Linked DNA regions of Mus musculus: region 1 is linked to region 2. A link is a contact called in public HiChIP or PLAC-seq data. All regions are on one chromosome and are shown on one strand. Each heading gives the region's core, a stretch centred on a gene start, on an enhancer-like site or on the middle of the called end of the contact. The rest is flanking DNA. Distances are from core to core; before and after follow the strand shown.

Region 1 (6,515 bases), core at 2,930-5,429, 130 kb before region 2:
CAACGCCTGCTTCTTCTCACTATCTTGTCCCTTCCAGAAGGGACAGGAGGCCTGAGAAGCCCTGGTGGAACTCACAGTCAAGGTACAAGCTCACCAAACCACCGAGTGTGGCTTGCTCATCTCCCCCTCCCCACCCATGTTCTCCAGAGCCCTTCGGATTGCCCTTTCACCCACTGCCCCATGTCCATCTCTAGGGCAAAGGCACAGTGAAGGGCTAAAGGCACAGAGAGCATCTGAGACAGACTCAGATATGTCAGGACTTTAAAACAACAGATTCATATTCAAGGGTGGAAGGAAGGAAGGAAGGAAGGAAGGAAGGAAGGAAGGAAGGAAGGAAGGGAGGGATGGATGGATGAAGGGAGGAAGGGAGGGAGGGACTAAGGGAGGAAGGGAGGAAAGGGAGGGAGGGAGGGAAGGAGGGAGGGAGGGAAGGAGGGAGGGAGGGAAGGAGGGAGGGAGGGAGGGAGGGAGGGAGGAGACAGCTCCCTGGAACAGATGGGCCCTGTGAACAGAGATGGACATTGTAAGCAACAAATGATCCAAAGGAAGCACAAGGAGTTAAACACCAGCCAATGAAGATTGCCTTTGATGGACTCATTAACACACTGAGTGGGAGTGATGAAATAATCCCTAAGGGTGGGTGTATGTCATTAGGAACTTTCAGTGTGGAAAATCAAAAAGAAAAAGGATTGGGAAGAAAAATCAAGACAAGAGAAATCCAAGAAGAAAAAGGCATAAAGGTGTGTGAGAGAATGAGAAAGAACTAAGAAAGGTGGGCTGGGAACAGAGCTCCTGGGAGAACATTGGTTTAGCATGCAGCAGTCTTTTGGGTCAGCCGTAGCCCCACAGCAAACACACACACACACACACACACACACATACACACACACACACACACACACACACACGCCCCAGGGGCAGGGAGCTGTTTGAACATATAATGACTGGGAATTTCCCCAAATTGGGTTTGGTCAGACACCAAAAACCACAGTTGCAGAAAGTACAGAGAATACAAGTGAGATAAATGTCCTAAATAAACAGAACTCCCTGCATCCGGGGGTAGCACACTCAGAAAGTAAAGGGGAAATCTTGGAAGAGGCCAAGAATAAGAATGTCTTACCTGCAGTGGAGGAAAGACACAAATTAAATCCAAATTCTCACCAAAGGAAGCATGCAAGGAAAAAGGGAGCTGATGAAATGTTTCTGAAGAAAATCCTGGGCAGTCTGGAATCTCGTAACCTTCAAAAATAAGAGGTAAAGATTTGTTTGTTTGTTTGTTTGTTTGTTTGTTTTAGTCAAGGTTTCTATACACAGCCCTGGTTGATCTGGATCTTGCTAGGTTGACCAGGCTGGCCCCAAATTCACAGAGATCCACCTGCCTCTGTGTTCTGAGTACTGGGATTAAAGGTAGTGCCACCATGTCTAGCAGGATCGTTATCACTGGAATTTTAAAAGACATCTAGTACCTATAGATATTCCTTACAATAAACGTAAAAGGTTCTTTAGCCAGGCTAAGTCACTACAAAGCATGCCTGTGATCCCAATGCTCTGGAGGCTGAAGCAGGGGGATCATGAGTTGAGAGCAACCTGGACCACCCAGTAAGATCTGGCCCAAAAAAGATGGGGGGGGGGCGCAGAAAGGAGGAAGGGGAGATGAGGGGAGGAGAAGGAGGCTGGAGAGATAGGTGGCTCTGTGATTAAGAGCACTTGTTTTTGCCAAGGGTCCAAGTTCAGTTTTCAGCAGCCCCACCCACGTCCCACAATTCCCTGTACCTTCAGTTCCGGGGGATCTCATGACGTCTTCTGCAGGCAAAACACTCATACACATTGAAAGAAACCAATAGGCAATTATTTAATTTTTAAAAAATAGGGAAGACCAAGGGAGGGAAGGAAAGGAAGTCAGCAGCTCAGAGTCAATCCCCAGTGTCCAGTCCCCAGCATGGCAAAAATACTCAAGAAAGAAAAGGGAAAACAAAAAACAAAGGGAGAAAGAAAAGAAAGGGAAGGGAAGGGACACAGAAGGGAGAGGAGAGGAAAGGATCCCTTGGATAAGCACTGTGCGTGTGTCTACTACCTCAAGACACCCGAAGCCGTCAAATGCTATGCAAGGTGTTTATGTCTGGAGAAGGCGTTTGAACCTGTGGAGAACCAGACACAGTGGACAAAACACAACACCAAAAGCACCACCCATAGAATCACCCACGACGGGCCACTAAAATGTCAAACTTTCGCTCTCCAGAAGATACGGTTGAAAGAATGAGCTGAAACCACAGGCTGTGTCTGGGTAGATGGCTCAGCCCACAAGGGCATCAGCACTGCTATAGCCTGTGTTCAGTCCCCAGAGCACAGGCGAAAAGGCAGACATGGTAGTTCAATATGGAACGAGGATACATAGGGAGACGCTAAGCTTGAAGATTGGCAATTGTCTTCATTTTCAAGAAATAAAATATCCTAACAGGATAACACAGTAGTGAGCATGCAAGAGGCTTTCCCAGACATTTGCCAGAAATGTATCCAGGTCTCCTAGAGGGCCAGGAGAGTCTATCAGAGCCCCTGGCTGAAACTACAGGCTGCGGTGAGATGCCTGGTGTAGGTGCCAGGAGCTGAACTCAGGTCCTCCGGAAAAGCAACTGGTACTCTTAACTGCCCAGCTGTCTCTCCAGCATGGGGACACTCTTTGTAAGAGCAGCACGTTTTGTTTTCCCAAATAAACTATTACATAGCAATGTGTCAAATAAAACAGCTAGAAAGGATTGATCCATTGACTCTGTCATGCTAGCCGGTAGCTCCTCAAAGAACTTTGGCTCCCATGAAGCAAAGCTCGGAAAACATCAGCCAGAGGTCCAGGATGGAGCTCCCTGCTCTACATACACAGCCCTTCAACCTGGATCTCATGATCTGATTCCCAACACCCTACTGGTTGCAGGCCCCGACCCTCCCTTAACGTACACGTGTACAAACATCTCTGTGAGTTCTCAACTTTCAAATGGGCATATTAAAACTCACAACTGCGGTGAAAATGAATGAATCAATACACGATGAAGCGCAGTATACGCTCGGGACACCAGCAGAAAGGACTTGGAACAGTCCGCAGCACCCAGGAAATTGAGCATTTGTACTCTTTCGCCTCTGCTGATTTTGTAGATTAGCTTGTGACAGCCTAACATAAAAACTTAATAGTCTCTGAGTGGTGTTCTTAAACAACCATGGAGGGTTTGGTTGGTTGTTTTGCTTGTTTGTTTGTTCGGTTGGTTGGTTGGTTGGTTGGTTGGTTGGTTGGTTGGTTGGTTGGTTGGTTTTGTTTTGTTGGCATGTTTGTAGCTATCTGCCTTTCATGCTCAAAGACAACAGAAGACATGACACTGGGGGCTGCGCTGAAAAGAGGCCACCATGTTAGTTCATCAATTAGGCTCCACCAACAAGCCACACGTGGTACTCTAGCTCACTGCCCTTCCTCTTGGAGCATGCTGTCTTGGATACCCTGTGGCCACGTTTCCTCTGACAGTCACTGTCCATATGTTACCTTGTCTTGGAACTGTCTAGATTCTTTATCCACAAAACCTACTTGCACAGCACCCCGTCTTCTCTGAGCCTTTGAGAGAACCCATGCAGAGGGAAGTTTAAAGGCTGTCAGACAGGCAGTCAGGACAAGGGTAGATAGATCCTTCTCAGCAGTTGACACTGACACCCCTACACCTGGGCATGTGTTCAATTCACCCTCGCAGGAAGTCCTGCTGCAGAAAAATTTAGAACAGTTGTCCCAAGGGAACATCATTTCTCTGTATCCTTGCTTCTAGGAAAGATGTATATGACCGTTTAGATGTTGATCATGTGGTTACTTTCCAGTTAAGTCTGCACTAGACTCCAGCTGTAGGTTCTGGTCAGAAATGTCTGTTTCACAGATGCGTCTACACAGTCCCTGAACAAGAGCAGAGAAAAGTCAGCAGTGGGCTCATGGTCACTGGCTTGCTCCTACCCTCAAATGCCTCTCAAATGTTCCCTCCAACTCTTATAAAGGTAAACGTTTCATTGGGGCTGCTTACAGTTTCAGAGGTTTGCTCCATTAGTGTCCTGGAGGAAGACATGGTGGCATGCAGGCAGTCACGGTGCTAGAGAAGGAGCTGAGAGTTCTACATCAGAAGTAAAGACAGCCACCAGACCTGGTTTGAGTTTCTGAGCAAAGCCCAACCCAAAGCGACACACTTCCTCCAACAGGACCACACCTCCTCCAACAAGGTCACACCTCCTCCAACAGGACCACACCTCCTCCAACAAGGACACACCTCCTCCAACAGGACCACACCTCCTCCAACAAGGCCACACCTCCTCCAACAGGACCACACCTACTCCAACAAGGACACACCTCCTAACAGTGCACTCCCTATGGACTTAAAATGGGCCATTTCTGTTCAAACCACCACAGGCTGTTCATTTCTTCTGGAGCTTGTCTTTGGATTCCCTGTAAGCTGACAGTCTCAAATATTGTTGTGGTTCTTTACAGCCTTGACAGTAATCACTGAAGCCATTGATCCACCACAGTGCCTCAAAGCCCCACTCCTAGATCATCAGGCCAGTGAAACCCCCATTCTGAGTGAATTTATACATTAGGTTCCTCCTCCTCTGTATCCTTTATTCCTTCCTCCTCCTCCTCTTCTTCCTTCTCCTCCTTCTCTTCCTTCTCTTTTCCTAAAGTGTCTTATTCTGTGGGCCAGGCTGGCCTCAACCCAATCCCCCTGCCTCAGCCTCCTGAATGCTGGGGTTATAGGCATGATCCAACACACTCAACAATCCATCCTGACTGTCATTTTGGCCTGCTTGCTTGTTTTCTACTTCAAAAGCTGTGGTTGGGTTTTCCATATTTTACAATGAAAGTCTTGTTGTTCCCGGTCACACATAATTGATTTGTGATCGGCGATACAAAATAATTCTTCCATGACCTTGGACAGAATATCAATGGTGTGGCCAGGATTTTTGTTTTTTTTATGAAGAGTGAGCAAACATTTTTAAATGACTAATAAATAACCAATGTCATACAGGGTTTCTGGATAGACAGAGGGGCTTTTGTAGTTCTGTAGAAGTCTTTATTTCAACTCACAGTCTGTTTTCTCCAGAAGTGAAATAGTTCAATGCAGTTGGATGCCTGAGAGGAGGGCTGGGAGAGACCAAGACTGGGATAAAGGGGATAAAGCAGACAGACTGAGTCCTCGGTCCTCAGCGCTAGGTGAGCTGCTTCTTCAGGGAGAAGCTGGCAGCAGCTGGCTTGAGGTTAAGGTCTCAGGACAGAGAGGTGGACAGTAGTTGTCAAAGTCCTCCACTCCATTGGTTCTGGGCTTTTGCTTAGGCAGAAGCATGTGGCAGAGGCTGCTCACCTCATGGGTGGCAGGAAACAAAGAGAAAGATGGAGACACAGCTCACCATCAGCGATTCTCTGCCTTCAGGCAAAAGTACCCACAAGCTGGGGGTCAAGCTCAGAACAATGAGTCATTTAATGGGCCACTTCGTAGCTAAATCATGACTTGAAGGAAAGTTGGAGGTACTAAGAGGAAGTGGGTGGGGACATCTCAGGGAACAGGGGTACATGGACTCTGAGCATGAATGGTGGGAAGCACACGAGATAGCCCATGTTATATAATGCATATATTACCCTTCTGTCTGGCATACCCAAACTAACATGTTTAGTTTCTTAACCAACATTGTTAGGCCTACGTGTATCTGAGTGAACTCTACCTAACTCAAGGGTACAGACAATCGTTTAGGAGCATGAATTTGCTACTACAAAGGGATGAAAAGATATAAATGTCATCTTAAAAATTTAGTAAAGACAATACTTAATAAAAAGCATATACAGTCTTCCATTGAATCAGATACAAAATCCTAACTGGCATTAGCCAATCAAATCCAATGATGTGATACAACGTTTCAGGTCATGACCCATGACCCAAAATGTATCAAACCTCAGTAAAAACTGAAACAGAATTTTAAGCATATCCTTCAAAAATGATTTTATACTTAATCTAACAGAATAAATGCAGGCAAGATAGATAGATAGATAGATAGATAGATAGATAGATAGATAGATAGATAGATACCTCGGGAACCTCTTTATAATCAGGTTAATTATTTTCTTAACTTTTATTACATGTATTTATGTATTCATTTGTGTGTGTGTGTGTGTGTGTGTGTGTGTGTGCGTGTGTGTGTGCACATGAGCCGATGCACAGGTACTCACATGCTATGGTGCCCTATGTGGACATCAGAAACTAGTTCTTATGGAAACTAGTTCTTTTCTTCTCCATGTGGATCCTGGGGATAAAACTCAGGTCATTCGGCTTGCTGAGACCAGTGCCTCTACCTGCTGACCATTCTTGCCAGTCCTTATTGGCTTATTTGAAAAATTAATATTACACAGTAGAAAACAACAGGTCAGAAGAGAAGGCTGAGAATTTCCTCCTTGTAAATGCACATGATGATGTTTTTATGTGGATATTTAGATTGTAAATCCAGTGTGGGATCCT
Region 2 (6,602 bases), core at 2,782-5,281:
GACCCTGAAAAGGAAGGAAAGGAGGAAGGGAGGTAGGGTAGGAGAAAAGGAGGGGGAGAGATAGAGAGGAGGAGGAGGAATGAAGAAAGGAGAGGAGAGGGGAGAAGGAAAAGGAGGGGACAGGTCCATCAACCTCTCCTGACCCCGCCCCCGACCCCGCCCCCCAGCAGTGGTTTCTGTTCCTAGCATCTTTGTACTGAAGATGGGCCCGTGGACAAGGATGGCTCCAGCATCAATACATTCCTAGAAGGACAGTGTCGTGATCACCGTTCCTTTGCTATGAATCACATGGCCAAGCAAAGACCCTGATACTTCCAAGTCCATTCACAGGAAGGCAGTGCCCCAGCTCTCTGCCCCAGTTCTCTGCCCCAGCCTTTGGGAAGACTCCTGGTCTGAAAGTAGGGAAGAATTCTAGAGGTCTTTTCAGCCATGCCCCTGCCTCCTGGAATGTCTACAACTCATCTGATGTGAAGCCCAGGGAGTCTGTGTAACAAACTAAGCATTCAGGAGGGGACAAGAACCTGGTGGCCTTTTCATTTTCCACTACAAGGGGCTACAGAAGAGAAGGCAGGGAAAGGAGAAAAAAACCTCTCCCTACCAGTCTCTTCTTCTTCCTTTGTTTCCAAGTCAGGGGTCATGTCTGCCCTACCTGTCACTGTCTTCATCCTGTGAGGACTGTCATCCTGACAGACTCTGTATTCCCCGAGGAGGCAAGCCTCTAGGCACACCTGGGAGGGATTTCCTAGATTGGGCTAGCCTCATGCTCTGTGAGCCACTCTCTTCATTAGATTGAGGTGGGAAGACTCACCCTGAATATGGGTGTCACCGTCCCCTGGCCTGGGTCCTGGGCTGAATAAAAAGGAGATATCAAGCCAAACACAACGTTCATCTGGCTTCCTGCTCTCTGACTCTGCCGGTACAATGTGATCAGTTGCCTCAAGCTTCCGACTCCCCTGCCCTGATGGATTGCACCCTGCAACTGTGAGCCAAAGTCTTTCCTTCCTTCCTTAAATTGCTTTTGTCGGGGTATTTTGTCATAGCAGCAGAACGGTAACTAGCACGCCCCCTACTGGCCACAAATCTATAACACCCACCGCTGCTGGAAGCCATCATTCTCTCTCAATAGTGGCAACTGCTCTGCTGGCGGCCAGCATCACTCTGCCTTAGAAACCGAATCTTTCACTTTGGGCCATTCAGTGTTTGCAGTAACTCCGCTCTGGGAGTGTTTTATGATTGTCCCTTCAACAAGCAGAAAACTGCGGACCAGCAAAATAAGACAAAGCCCTCCAGCTTGCTTTCCCACTACATAGACATACAGGCACCCCTTGGAATGATTTCCACAGGGAAATTTCGAGGAACCCAGGCACCCTCTGCTACCTCCTGATGAACAGGAGGGGCACACTGGCAGGCCACAGCACAGTGAACTGCCCCAACACCCCATGGGAAGGGCCGTGAGGTGTTCCCTCCAGAATGTTGACTGTCATTTCCCCTGGCTTAATTGCAAGGCAGGCATTAACGGACCCAGAGAGTCAGCGTCCTTCACAGTCGCCTGCAGAAGCGCTGGAATTTCTGAGCTTCCTCAGAGATGAGCAAGGTCCTGGGGAAAAGGGCTGGGGAGGGGGGGAGGCGCGGGGAGTCCAGGGGCCAGTGCCCCTCAGGTCGGTATTCCGGAAACATCCCGGTCACTTTGGATTCGGCAGCGCAGGAAGGAAGGTTCTTGTTAGCGCCCAGTTTCCTGTGGGCAGGAGGATGATCTCAAACAGCTCCCAGCGCCTGGGCCGGCAGCCAGCTGTCTTGGATGGTCAGAAGGTGAAATTTGAATGCTGGTGAATGGGAGAGCGGAAGTTCAGCAAGACTGAGCTGAGCCCCATTCATGAAAAAGATCTAGTCTCACTTCCTTATTGCCAGGAGTCGTGTGTGTGTGTGTGTGTGTGTGTGTGTGTGTGTGTGTGTGTGTGTGTGTGTGTGTGTGTGTGTTGTCTGCTCATGGGAGAGCGAACAACTACTTTCTGTCTCATTTCTTCCCCAGACTCCCACTCTTCCTTTTTTTTTTTTTTTTCCTGTCTCAAAATACGAAGCTTATCCTCAGGAAACTGCCAAAAAATGTGTAGCTGGTCTGTGGTTTGCCAAAAAAACGAAAGAAAAAAAAAAGATAAATTCATGCAAAAAGCAGCATCCCACTTCCCCAAGCCTGCGAGCTCTCCCTTCTCTGAGTCTGTCTCTGTCTGTCTTTCAGTCTCTCCACTCTCTGTGTCTCTGTCTTTCTCTTCTCTTCTCTTCTCTTCTCCTTCTCCTTCTCCTTCTCCTTCTCCTTCTCCTTCTCCTTCTCCTTCTCCTTCTCCTTCTCCTTCTCCTTCTCCTTCTTCTTCTCTCTCTCTCTCTCTCTCTCTCTCTCTCTCTCTCTCTCTCTCTCTCTCTCTCTCTCTCTTCCTCTCCTTGTGGTCCTCTATTCCAGCCCCTCCTAGCTTAGAGTGGTAAAATTAACCCCTAGGGGGTGCTGGACTGTGAACTACGGTAAAGGCTGACCCCAGGGAACCATTCTGAAGCTAAACATGGGCTTTCTCTGGGTAAAAGTTCATGGCCATACAAGGCTCTGGGAGGCCCACCGTGAGCAGCCAAGCACCCAGTCAGCCACACTTACTCCCAGAATCACTGGAACCTTGCAGCCATTTGGGTAAGAGCATGATGACCCCAAAGTCCTCGAAAGGGCGAGAGAGAGAGAGAGAGAGAGAGAGAGAGAGAGAGAGAGAGAGAGAGAGAAACAGAGAGAGGGCGATGTGAAACTCCCATACTTGTCTCTTGGGTCTCAGTCAAGAAATGCTTAGTGAGCATCCCTAACTTCACAGCAACGTTGGAGGTGGTGCACCTGCCACCACCGTTGAGGGCACTTCTTGGGCATAGCAGGTGGAAGGGCACTACGGTACTTTCCCCACCTGTAGCCAACGTTCTTTGTTGTTGACACCCCAAGAAACCTCAGTCTTGTTGATCCTGTGCCTTTATGACAATTCTCACTCATGACAACCTCTCAGGGAGTGTGGAAAGGGATGCTATGAGTACTAATATCTTCAGTCCACTGGTGACCCAACGCCGTTTAGATGTCAGGGATTTCTAGACTCCTATCTTTTGTGTTGTTCAAGTAGTACTGACAACTTCAAGAGCTACTGTGACGATCTGGAGAAATGGCTCAGCTGGTAATGCTTCTTGTGCAAGCATGAGGACTCGAATTCCCATCCCCAACACCCAACATAGAAATGGGGTGAGATGTCGGTGACCCCTGTGTTAGAGGGCAGGGTAGAGACAGGTGGATGCTGAGGCTTGGTGGCCAGCCAGCCCAGGTGAATCAGTGAGCTCCAGGCTCAGGGGCAGAAGTTGTCTCAAAAAAATAAGGAGCAGAAACTATTATTCCTGACAACCTACTGTGGACTTCAGGCTTCCGTGCATGGATTGGATGGACGTGCACTTGTGTGCACAGACAGACAGACACTGATGGACAGATACACACACACACGGGAGCAGGGGTAGAAAGAGAGCTATATTTATCTTTTCCCATCTGGAGTTATTCTTCACCATGTTGAACAGAAGGGGGGAGGGGAGAGGTGGTGCCATCTGTCAAGTTCCCTGCCAAGGGGCTCCTCCAGGAAACATGCCACCCCACCTCAGTGCCCCTGGTTTTCCTTGACCCTGGCTCTGGCCATGCAATACACATCCATTAGGGTGTGTCTTACGATTTCAGGAGGACAACAAACCCCAGGTGAAGCTGTAAGGAGTAGGGAATCTCACCAGCCTTCACTTCCTCCCTCCCCCATTCCCCACCTCCCCAAGCTGCCCACCAACAGTGAAAAAGAGGAAACATCTGGCCAGGCTTCAGCTCCCTCACCCTAGTGCCAGGGGAGCTTGTGGGAAGAGATGGCAAAAGATGGAAGGTCTTGCAACCTTGAAATAAACCAACGGTCCAGCTATTGTCCTCCCTCCCCCTACATTAGCTTTCAATAGGAACAGCCCCACCCAGTCACCACATAGCAGGCAGGCTGCTACTTTCTGTTTCAGAACCCTAAGGGATCCTGCCTTAAGTGGGTTCCAGGATGTCTTTACTAAGGTGATGACAGTATTGATGGTCATAGGGCCAGAGTGGAATGACACTGTCATAAAAACATCCCTCCCCCATCTACCCCAATCACCTTTAGCCTCTAACAATCGCTCTCACAAATCACTCTATAATCTTCATAATAGGCCCTGCCTCACTGCGGGTCTTATCTACTTTGGACACACAAAGCACCTTAGCCCAGGTAATACCACTGCTCGGTGGCAGAAATCAAAATCAAGCCCTCCCAACTCCACAGTTCATCCACTCAGCTTGTAAGTCAAGCTTGTAAGTCAAGCTACAAACTCCCTGAGTGCACCTGAGTCCTCGCCCACCTTGACCATGACCTAGATAACCACCTCCAGCTTACCATAACACTCACCCTCCTCTTTCAATCATTCATTTCAATCATTTGTTCATGTACTAAGTACAAAGTCACTTACAACATGTTAAGCATATGCTATCCATTGAGGAAAAAGAGAATTATTTATTTGTTTGGGCTTTGGTGTTGTTTTGAGTCTGAGACTCCACGTGTATCTCAGGCTGGCTTTGAACTCTCGGCCCTCCTGCTTCCACCTACTTTACCTGGCCTGCCTGAGAACGAAATAGATTAAATACTGAACTGGCTTCTCTTGACCTCTGCTGTCCAGATCTTTGGGTAACCGGTAAGTACCAAGTAGAGCATCCTAGTGGCCCAGAGAGAGAGCCATGGAGCGAGGCTCAATCTTGCGGTGGTAGGGGAACCCTAGCAGATCTTCAGTGATGTCTGGTAACCATCTTCAGCCAAACGATGAGAAGGAGTGGACATTTGGTGCCAGAGAAGACAGCACATCCAACACACCAAGGAAAGCAGGCCACTTTTGGGGAAGCCTCTGTGGCTGGAGGCAGGGCATTGCAAAGGCATACTGGGGACTTCTGAGGAGGTGCTCTGGATGACCCAGAGGATTAGCCTTGACCCAGTAGACCAGGGAGAGGTGACTGGTCAGGAGGCATCAGGAGATCACCTTTGAAGGAGCTAAGGGAGAAAGGTGTGTGGGCACACGTCTGAGGCTGCTGATGTCATTGACTCAGTAGTGAGGAAGACAGAAGTATGGATGACAGTGACTTTCCAGGGTTTGATGTTAGCAAAGGTGTGAACCCCGGCTGTCTCTTCCACAGCTCTGAGCCTTGCTGTCTTGGGTGTAAAATGGGAATCATATTGCTTACCCGAGGGGTAATTGTAAGAATGTAATGGATGGGATGTGCCAAGGATCTTACATTCTAGGAGCACGGTGATGCAGCATTTGGTAGGCAGAGGTAGATTGCACGTCGGCAGCTTACCTAGGCTACATAGTGAGACCTTATCTCTAAAAACCAATGGTTGCGGGGGGGGGGGGTGAGGTTAGAGGTGGGGTCCTCATTGGCAGTGTTTGCTTAGCAGGTGCAAGGCTCTGGCTCTATATCTTGTCGATGATGGTTGGTCAGTTTGAAATGGCCAGCAAACACCCAAATCCCAGCTTAGCCTGCTCCTGTGGAGCCTGGCTGACTGTGCTAGCTTTTAGCTGATTGAAAGACAGCTGCCAATGCATTGAGTATAACAGGCCCCCTCTCCACTCTTTCTTATGTATTTACTTATTTATTTTTATTTCATGTGCATTAGTGTTCTGCCTGCATGTGTATCTGTGTTAAGGCATTGGATCCTCTGGAGCTGGAGTTACAGACAGTTGTGAGTTGCCATGTGGGTGCTGGGAACTGAACCCAGGTCCTCTGAAATAACATCTGGTGCTCCTAACTTCTGAGCTGTCTCTCCAGCCCTCTTCATTTCTAGAAGAACCCCTGGAGCCATGCCTACACTGTCACTGTCACTATGTGAAAAGTGCTGAGGGCAAGGTGCATCTAAGTCTCTAGCTCTGTGCCAGAACCCTGCATGATTCTAAGAACACAGGAGTGTGTCACATCACCATTACCCAATGAACTCTATACATGACATGTATGATGAGTGAATGAGCCTTCCTGTATCTGGAAAGAGAACATTGATAAAGGACAACAGCGGAAAGGATGGTCCATGCTGGACACCAAGGTCCAGAGCACTTTCCCATCTACTCAGCCCTGAGAATTTAGAAATGGAAGAATAGTTCCATTCCCTCTCAGAGAGGCCGTAGTCTCCCTTGACACTTAAAGGGCCATGTGACGGAGCGAGGGTCAGTCTTAAGAAGAGGTAGGTTAGGATAGAAACAGAAAAGAGAATCTCAAGGAAGACCCGGAGCACTAGTCTGGTCCTGAAGTTAACAGTGTCTCTCTCGTGGCACTGGACCACCCATTGAACAAGGCTCCTGAACAAGGTGGTTGCTGCTACCTCACTAGCCTCAGCTAACACCAGACTCCAGCTTCTTCAGTCTTCCAGTGTGGACTGAACACCAGGGAAATCGTTCCAGCTTTTGGCACCAGGGTTGGCATTGCTCGGGCATCCATCTTTGTAGACTGAACTGTTTCTGGGTTCTCAGCCTCTCCAGTGTGCAGGCCACCGTTGTTGACCTATCCG

What was found. HiChIP or PLAC-seq counts read pairs in DNA pulled down with a chosen protein or histone mark.
Region 1: a contact with region 2 is called in an H3K4me3 HiChIP or PLAC-seq map of the 230-238 cell line, with 16 read pairs. The contact joins two enhancer-like sites. A contact is called at or near these places in 1 of 15 datasets of contacts at CTCF or cohesin (CD8 T cells), 2 of 484 Hi-C or Micro-C datasets (the AML12 cell line and embryonic stem cells) and 2 of 115 datasets of contacts at active chromatin or transcription factors (the 230-238 cell line and pancreatic cancer cells).

What each region holds. Positions count from the first base shown.
Region 1 is chr6:127,396,040-127,402,554 of GRCm38.p6, reverse strand. It overlaps the pseudogene Gm34091. Among named protein-coding and RNA genes, the nearest start is that of Gm34148, 49 kb to the left of the region's middle. Within about 2 kb of position 4,179, at least 12 of the 459 cell types and tissues checked have an H3K27ac peak or open chromatin away from gene starts, as enhancers often do. A contact at or near this core is called in the 230-238 cell line, where this site is marked.
Region 2 is chr6:127,261,475-127,268,076 of GRCm38.p6, reverse strand. No RefSeq gene overlaps it. Among named protein-coding and RNA genes, the nearest start is that of Gm38404, 43 kb to the left of the region's middle. Within about 2 kb of position 4,031, at least 50 of the 459 cell types and tissues checked have an H3K27ac peak or open chromatin away from gene starts, as enhancers often do. A contact at or near this core is called in the 230-238 cell line, where this site is marked.